Regions from separate parts of the Zea mays genome. Here region 2 is linked to region 1. A link is a contact called in public Hi-C data. All regions are on one chromosome and are shown on one strand. Each heading gives the region's core, a stretch centred on a gene start, on an enhancer-like site or on the middle of the called end of the contact. The rest is flanking DNA. Distances are from core to core; before and after follow the strand shown. Region 1 has its middle 46 kb from the start of LOC100274799. Region 2 holds the start of LOC103626979 (glycosyltransferase BC10).

The links. A called contact is a pair of places that touch in the nucleus more often than the background predicts.
Region 2: a Hi-C map of leaf shows a contact between it and region 1, with 4 times the contacts expected there. The contact joins the promoter of LOC103626979 here to the enhancer-like site in region 1. A contact is called at or near these places in 2 of 25 Hi-C or Micro-C datasets (endosperm and leaf).

What each region holds. Positions count from the first base shown.
Region 1 is chr5:143,854,372-143,858,620 of Zm-B73-REFERENCE-NAM-5.0, reverse strand. No RefSeq gene overlaps it. Among protein-coding and RNA genes, the nearest start is that of LOC100274799, 46 kb to the left of the region's middle. Within about 2 kb of position 1,785, at least 17 of the 20 cell types and tissues checked have an H3K27ac peak or open chromatin away from gene starts, as enhancers often do. A contact at or near this core is called in leaf, where this site is marked.
Region 2 is chr5:144,021,455-144,026,000 of Zm-B73-REFERENCE-NAM-5.0, reverse strand. LOC103626979 (glycosyltransferase BC10) reads right to left here and starts at 1,559. Exons shown (of 2, transcript XM_008647338.3): 1 at 579-1,559. The coding sequence starts at 1,328.

The DNA of each region.
Region 1 (4,249 bases), core at 536-3,035:
TGATGGCGCCTCCTGTGACGTGGTCGGTCCGAGCCCTAGGGTGGGCGAGGTGGAGGCTCCTCCGAGGTCGAGGTCGAGTCTGTTTTCCGAGGCCGAGGTCGAGTCCGAGCCCCTAGGTCGGGCGAGGCGGAGACCGTCGGCTGAGGCCAGGGCTGAGTCTGAGCCCTGGGGTCGGGCGATGCGGAGTTCGTCATCTTCCGGGGCTGAGCCCGAGTCCGAGCCCTGGGGTCGGGCGAAGCGGAGTTCGTCGTCTTCCGGGGCTGAGCCCGAGTCTGAGCCCTGGGGTCGGGTGATGCAGAGTTCGTCGTCTTCTGGGGCTGAGCCCGAGTCCGAGCCCTAGGGTCGGGCGAAGCGGAGTTCGTCGTCTTCCGGGGCTGAGCCCGAGTCCGAGCCCTGGGGTCGGGCGATGCAGAGTTCATCGTCTTCCGGGGCTGAGCCCGAGTCCGAGCCCTGGGGTCGGGCGAAGCGGAGTTCGTCGTCTTCCGGGGCTGAGCCCGAGTCCGAGCCCTTCGGGCGGTGCGGAGTTTCCTATGGCGCCTGAGGCCGGACTTGGCTGCTGTCAGCCTCACTCTGTCGAGTGGCACAGCAGTCGGAGCGGCGCAGGCGGCGCTGTCCTCTTGTCAGGCCGGTCTGTGGAGCGGCGAAGTGATTGCGGTCACTTCGGTTCTGTCGACTGGAGGGCGCGCGTCAGGATAAGGTGTCAGGCCACCTTTGTATTAAATGCTCCTGCAATACGGTCGGTCGGCGTGGCGACTTGGCCAAGGTTGCTTCTTGGCGAAGACTGGGCCTCGGGCGAGCCGAAGGTGTGTCCGTTGCTGGAGGGGGTCCTCGGGCGAGACGTAAATCCTCCGGGGTCGGCTGCCCTTGTCCGAGGCTGGGCTTGGGCGAGGCGAGATCATATCCCTTGAGTGGACCGATCCTTGACTTAATCGCACCCATCAGGCCTTTGCAGCTTTGTGCTGATGGGGGTTACCAGATGAGATTAGGAGTCTTGAGGGTACCCCTAATTATGGTCCCCGACAAAAATTGACCATAGATCTTATGTTAGTAGATTATTAAGCAGATTAACAAGTCTAACCAACATAAATTAAATAAAGATCTAATTAGAAAAGAATGAGACATGGTATAATGAATGTTGTTAATGAGTAGTAAATATTTATACGAGACTAACACAACTCGAATGGGTCAAATCGGAGTTAAAACGGGGAAGCTATGAATTTTCTAAGGTTTTACGTATTCGATACAAGATTAAGTAAGAGATAGATTTTAATATAGTTTTCATGTCAAAGTAGTGGCACTAAATGATAAACAACAATTTTATAAAATTATAGAAATCGGAATGGACTCATTTGGACTAAGTATGAATTTTATGTGAATTAAACAAGTTCTAGGAATTGTTTTTACACTAAAAATTCATTTCCACATTTATTTATCCAATTTAAATGGTCACAGGACCGAGCACTAAATTTGTAGAAACACGGGGGCGGAATCATAAGTAATTCCCAGACTCAGTCTAACCCTAGGGAGGACGGCGAGTTGAATACAAGTAAAGCGGAGGGCTCTTTTAAAAGATTGCCAGGGCGAAGGGGTATCAGCAACTATGGGCCGCTGGATCAAGCACGCACGACTCAGATTAAATCGCGCAAACAGCAAACCGGTACGCAACGGCTGCCGCACGATCACAGATCGACGATCACGATTTTAGGTGACCAAGATCTAACCCTATCCACTCGTTACAGGATCGACGACCCAGATCTACTCACCCCATCATCCAATCTACACCGTTCATCGACAAATGGATGCCTCAGATCCAATCTACACCGTCTATTATTCGATCAACGACCTGGGTCACGTTTCCTCCCCCTCCGGCCAACTGCAGCGGCGCCGCCCAAGGTCGCGGCGGCCCATGGCCGGCGTTTTCTCATCTCACTCGGTAGGGCGCTAGATCCTAGTTGGAATCACGCTATACTACAATGAGAGAAAAACGAACAGGATGGTACTCAATCTTACCTCGGTTCGCGGCGAGAAACCTTCTGTCCACGAGGTGTTGCGGGTCCGCGGCGGTTCTTCAACTACGGCGAGAAATTTCGCCCACTACGGCCGGTCTCTCTGCTCGCCCACGGTTCACACACCCTTGGTAAGGCTGGGCGAATCACCGGGTACCCTAATCGGACTCAAATGTGCCCGACGATGAGCGGATGTCTCAGCGGCGTAAGGTCCCCGCTCTCTCGTCTCACTTTCTGGTGGTTGACGGCGAGCCGATGGAGCTATGGTCTGAGGGAAAGGGGAAGATAGCGGCGGACATATATATGCGCACGGGGTCCACAAAAATCAGCTCGGTTGTTGCGATTTGCGCCGGCCGAGATTCACGGAATTCACCATGGATGGGTGCGCGGAACTCGGCGAGCAGTTGGGGAGCTGGAGCTGACAAACCGGGCCCACGGATTAGTGACTGAGAGGAGCAAGCACACGTGAGGTGGCTGAATCGTGGGGCCGGCTAGTCAGCGGCATTGGGTGAGGACTGCGCGTAGGGGCCCGAGTGCCAGTGAGTGAGCGCGGTAGGGCGGTGTGGAGCTCACGCGCGGGTCCCACCCCACAGTGTCCAGGGCGTGCGTAGAACAGGGCCATGCGGGAGTGGAATGGCTGATGGGCCGAGGGCAAGAATTCGGCCCAAACCGAGGCTGCCCCTTTTTCTTTTCATTTTATTTTCTGTTTTCCTTTATTCTTAATTATTTTGAATCCAAATTTAGAATTCAAACTTAAATGCAAATTTAAACTCATATTAACTATTCAATTTGGTCATACCATCATGGGATTTATTTATGAATTTATTGTTGGAACTTGCTCTCCTGGGCAAGTTGATCCAACGGGGGAGTGAAAGCAACGTAAACAAGGTTTTGATTCGAGATGGCAATAGCTCTGTTAATCTAGCCTTTCAAGGGCACTGTGCGGGGGTATTTATAGGTACCTGAGTGCCCAGCGTCCTGAGTTAAGGACGCATGTGCCCTCAGGCGCCTAGGTTATCCCCGGAATATTCCCATAAAGCAGGGTTACAAACTGTAATTACAGGGAAACCTTTACAAATTAGGCCCGCAATGCGCAGCGGCCACGCAGGGCCTGTTACAATGGGCCGGATCACACGTGGGCCTCCATGTTGGACGAGACTGCGGGATGGGACGACCTCGTCATAGGCCTTCGTCCAGCGACGCGTGGGACGAAGGGTAAGTCTGCCAGTCGTCTTGTCTTCGTTGGTGCAGCGAGGCTGGCGAAGGCATCGAGCGAAGGGTGGCGTCTTCGCCTTCGCCCCAACATTTATTTTGTATTTATAATATTTCTTTTTTCCTTTTCTTTCTTTTCCTATTTTCATTCTCTTGATTTTCGAATCTAAATTTTAATTTTGTTATGAGTCACACCATTGATCAAAATGTATCAAATTCAATTATTAGTGGAAGAAATATATTCTTATTTATATATTTATTTTATCCCATTTGTTTAATATTTTCTTCTCTTTTCTCAAATTCTAAAACTGTACCTTTGGGTTAAATCCCAATTCTCATGCTAGGATATAGTTTAAGAATTCAAACCTAATACATACTCACAATCAATTATGGGGCAATAGATATATTTTTATTTTAATTGATTTATGTGTTTGATAAATGTTTGAAATATGAGACACACTCATATGGTTCCTTTCTTTTTAGTAAAATGGTATTTTGATTACGGGGCATGAGTTTAAAGTTACTTCAACGTTAAATATTCATGTGAATAAATGCTTATGGTGCATCATTTAAGGATATGCATAATTATTTAGTTGAATAGAAAACTTTTCTATTACTTATGTTCTAAAATACTTCTTGGTTTTAGAAATTCAGTCCTCAACATTCATTGCTCAAGTATAAGTTGAGATGTCAAAATTTACTATTTTATTTCCCAATAAATTTATTTTATTATTATTAATAAATTTTTTATACAGATTTTGGGCCTTACAAATCCTATCCCCTTAACAGAAATCTCGTCCTCGGGATTTGTAAGAGGGTGCATAACCATGTTATCTCAAAACATATGCACAAACAAAACTCTCAGCATGATGCATAATTTATTAGCAACACATAGGGTCAAATAGACCTTATTCCTCCTAAAATAGTATCATACCATCTACTAACTAAAGTAACATTTAGTTCTTACAAATAGTAGTAGATATATATATATATATATTTATGTTTATGTAGCTTGGTGAAGCTGGTGGTGG
Region 2 (4,546 bases), core at 310-2,809, 170 kb before region 1:
CAAGGAGAGAAAATTATGCAGTCTCGACTCGAGCCCGGACAAAAGGAAAAGGCATCGTTCTCGATGTGGGCTTCGAACCCATCGCCCGCCCCTGTGGAATCCCGTGCGGAAACAAAAAATTCCACCTTGCGCCTGGAGCTGTCTTGGCACAATTGGCAGGAGGACGAGGCTAGGATTTGCCGTCATGTGTCAATTTCTAAACGCGTACACATAATCCAGTTAGGACTACCACTTTCCGTATGGATCTGGATTCCGGATTGCACCGTCTAGAGTATTACTCTATTCTAACAACAATTAAAATGCTCAAAGAATTCCATCGGCCATCGCTAGCTTTAAGCATTCATCGTCATTTGCAAATAAATAATTAAACCATGCTATATTTACGGACGGTATGAGTAATGTGCAAGACGGATATATGAATGCTTGAGATGATGATGACATGGTAATATAATTCCAAATTAATTAATACCAAGTATTTGCTAGTAGTATCGAAAAAAAGATCGTGAGCCAGGGATATTTGGTCTGCAAATTAAGCATTGAATAATACTAGTAATAATAACGGGCTCGCGCGGACGCACCTTGCTGGGGATTCTCCGGCGGTAGAAGGCGGAGGTCTCCGGCGGCTCGGAGCCGTTGAAGGCCGGGTCGGAGTGCACGTAGACGTTGTAGAGGCTGCGGTGGCCGCGAAAGAACATGTCCCACAGCGGCTCCATGGGCAGGTCCCAGCGCGTGAGGAACAGGAACGCCACCCTCGGGGTCGTACCGGCCGGCACCTCCCTCGGCGCCGACGCCGCCCGGGCCATCAACTCCTCGTCGCCGTCGCCGTCGCCGTCGTCACTGATGGTGCTAGCATTGCCGCGAGAGGCGGCACTAGCAGGCCAAGGCGCCGCTGGTCCCTCGCCAACGCCAACACCAGGTGGCGGCGGGGCAGCAGCGCTAGTAATGCCCGTGCCCGCGCCCGCGCCCGGCGGGCTCGACCGAGACCGGGGGATCGCTGCCGGCACGGAGACCGCGCCTTGTTTGGGCTGCGGACGCGCTGGCGGTGGTCGCCGGTCCTGATCGGCGTCCCTGGTGGCGGAGGATGGCGGTAAGAAGAGGCCGAGGGCTCCTCCTCCCCGGAGTCGGAGCGCGGCGGCGACGGACGACGGCGCGTAGGAGGAAGAGGTCATGAGGCACGCGGTGGCGACGACGCCGAGCGCGAAGCCGAAGGCGGCGCAGAGCAGGAGCTTGGTCTTGACGGTGCAGGGCGGGGCGGCCATGCCAGCCGCCGCCATGGGCAACACATGCTGCTGCTGCTGCTGCTGCTTATGGTTCTTGGTCGTAGTCATGACTACTACTTGTTTGTACTACGACTCGCCTTGGTTGAAGTTGGGATTGGGGTGCGTGCGTCACTGGTCTCGCGTCGGTTCCTGTGCGGGGAGAGGGACAAATGGCGGCGAGCTGCTGGAGATGGGGAGCCGCACCCGCACGGCATTGAATTTGGAAGGCCAGAGACAGAGAGACGAGAAGATGCTGCTGGGGCCTGGGGCGGAGCCGCGGAGGAGCCGCACTCACACGGCACTGAATTTCGAAGGCTAGAGACGAGAAGGGCAACTGGTGAGGGCGGTAACTCGGGTTCGGTGATCACGGCAATGGGTATACAAGAGCATCTTGACTCTTCATTTTTACTCTCTATTTTACTTTTTATTTGCTTTTTCATAAAGATTACACTTTATATACAGCATCTCAATCCAACAGACTATCTATATAATTTGGCTAGTCAGGTAGGTAACCAAGTTTAAATGGTAAGGGAGCTAATTTAGATAGTCGGATAGCTTTACAAGTCAGATAGCTAGTCTTTTAGAGAGTTGTTTTGCTGTTGAATATCTAAAATTTAGCTTAACGAGTCATTTAACTAGTTTATTAGAGATACTCTGAGATGGTCTTTTCTTTAGTTACCTTTTTAAACTTTAGTAACTAAATTTTAGTTTAAAAAATCTATTTTAATTGTCGTATTATGTATTTTAGTGACTAAACTTAGCCACTAAAGTTTAGAAGATGAAAACCAAACAGTCTCTAACCTCGTACTAAAATGAATATAGGTCAGTGTTTCTTAAACTTAATTAAATTTATCAAATCATAATACAAAAATTCCAAAAAAAAATTAAAAATAAATAAAAGCTATTTAAAGGCATTCATTTTATACTAATAATAAATTTTTGGCATGGAGCGAGGATCTAGTAGTACGCGCGCACGTGACGTAATACCACTTGAATTAAATAATAAAATGATCAATTATAGAGCAGTATTCGTAACAATGAAATGATGGGGAATATTATGACGAGCAGGCAGAGGTAGAGGCACAGTCACCTCACATCGTCCTCCCACGTTAACGTGAGAAGCTTCGTCGCATGACGTGATCGGCAACGTTTGTTTGGACTTTTTTTTTATCTTCTAGCCACCAAAAATTGCAGCGGACCATCGAATACTCTAGTTTTTCAGCCCGTTTGTATAAAAATCGCTTTGATAAAAACCGTTTAAAGTCAATATAAATACAGAATCGGTCGAGTTGCCACGATAATAGTAATTTGTCGCTTTCTAGATCTCGAACCTTTTGGACCACTTCATCTTCCTTCGCATGTAATCCCCACGATACTTAGATTTTTTCTACAATCAGATTCTTAGAAAGCTGGTCAGAAAAAAGCTGAACCAAATAGCCTCATGGTATGGTATGGCACAGCATTCTGTTTGCTCGTTGTCCCGTGTTCGTGGTCTTGCAAAACCGTCTCTGACAGCACGGGTAGAGGGACGTGGCAATTTCAACATAAATATCTGCTACTACCCCGTTCATAAATATATGCCACCGTTTATTTTTTCGAAAAGTTTGACCACTCGTCTTATTCAAAATATTTATTCAAAAATATAAAATTTTAAGTCAAGCACAAAATACCTTAAGTGATAAAACAAATCACAAAAAAATAAATGATAACTCATTTTTTTAATAAGACGAGTAGTCAAAGTTTTTTAAAAAAGTCAACAGTGTCATATATTATTTTTGAATGGAGGAGTACTTATTGAGACAATAAGAGGTAGGCTGGTCCCTGGTTCTGCCTCTGATTAATCTGCACCGTCTGTCTGTCTGTGTCATCTCCCCCGCCATCCGTGCGCACCCATTGGCCTCCGGAACAACCATTCGACATCCGCGTCCCATTGCATCCAAGCCCTACACAATCTCTCCTGGATAAGTATAGGGGCCGGCGTCCGCGCGAGCCGCCCTCTCTCCCCCTGCTCTGTCTATAGGCACTCTGCCACCTCCTTCCCTGCTCCGCCACATCCCAAAGCGCCCCTCTGCCCCGCACCACCATCCAAGAACCCAAATTGCCATGGCCATGGCCTGGAGCCCTTCTTCTTCACTCCGCCAACCGCGCCGCGACACCTCGCCAAGCTCCACATCGACCCCGCGCACTGCATTGTTGCCTTCTCCACGCCCTGCGCTGCCGACGCGTGGTCCCCTCGTCTCTGCCCCAACTCGCTCCTCGTGCACGACACAGTTCTGGGGTTCGAGGCGCACTTCGTCGTCCTCCCTGATCCCGCCTAGTTGCCACCGCACGCGGACGAGAGGGAGAGGCTTCGCGAGGCCGAGGTACAGTTCCGTGGCGAGGCGCAGCGGCCCAGAGCGTCTCCTTCGACCCTCAGTGTCGCGGGCCATACACGGCCATCGTCGACGGCCGATCGTATTCTAGGACGGTGAATGGTGGGTCCCCTTCGTGGCGGACTCCCCGCACTGGATGCTGGAGCTCTATTGAGGGCCCATGGCCTCACCGACAGAGTACCTCCCCAATGAGCACATCTACGGCTTGCCTGAAATTGGCAAATGTCTCTTGCAAATCAGCAATGTGATTTTCCTGCTTCGTACTTTTCACTATGATATCATCAACATAGGTCAGTACATTCCTGCCTATTTGAGAATGAAGGACTCTGGCTGTCATTCTACTGAAGCTTCCTCCAGCATTTTTAAGCCCCTCAGTCATCCAAAGATAACAATATGTGCCACTGGGGGTTATGAAGCTAGTCTTCAGCTCATCTTCCTTCTTCATCCATATTTGGTGGTAGCCTGAGTAACAATCTAGTAGACTCATAAGCTCTGACGAAGCTGTTGCATCTACTAGAGAATCTATTCTTGGCAATGGGAACTCATCCTTTGGACAAGCCTTATTAAGATCTATAAAATCAATGCACATTCTCCATTTACCGTTGGCTTTCTTCACCATAACAGTGTTGGCTAGCCACTCTGGGTATTTCACCTCTCTGATAACGCCAGCGCTAAGAAGCCTCTTCACTTCGTTCCGAGCACCTTCAGCTTTGTCATCAGACATTTTCCGAAGCCTTTGTTTTCTTGGCCTGAAAGATGGATCCACATTGAGTGAATGCTCAATGACATCTCTGTTGACACCGCAAAGATCATTGGCTGACCAAGCAAAGACATCTTTGTTGTTAAATAGGAATCTTAGCAAATTCTTTTCCTGCTCTTCAGATAACTGAGACCGCAGCAGTACCTTTTGTTCTG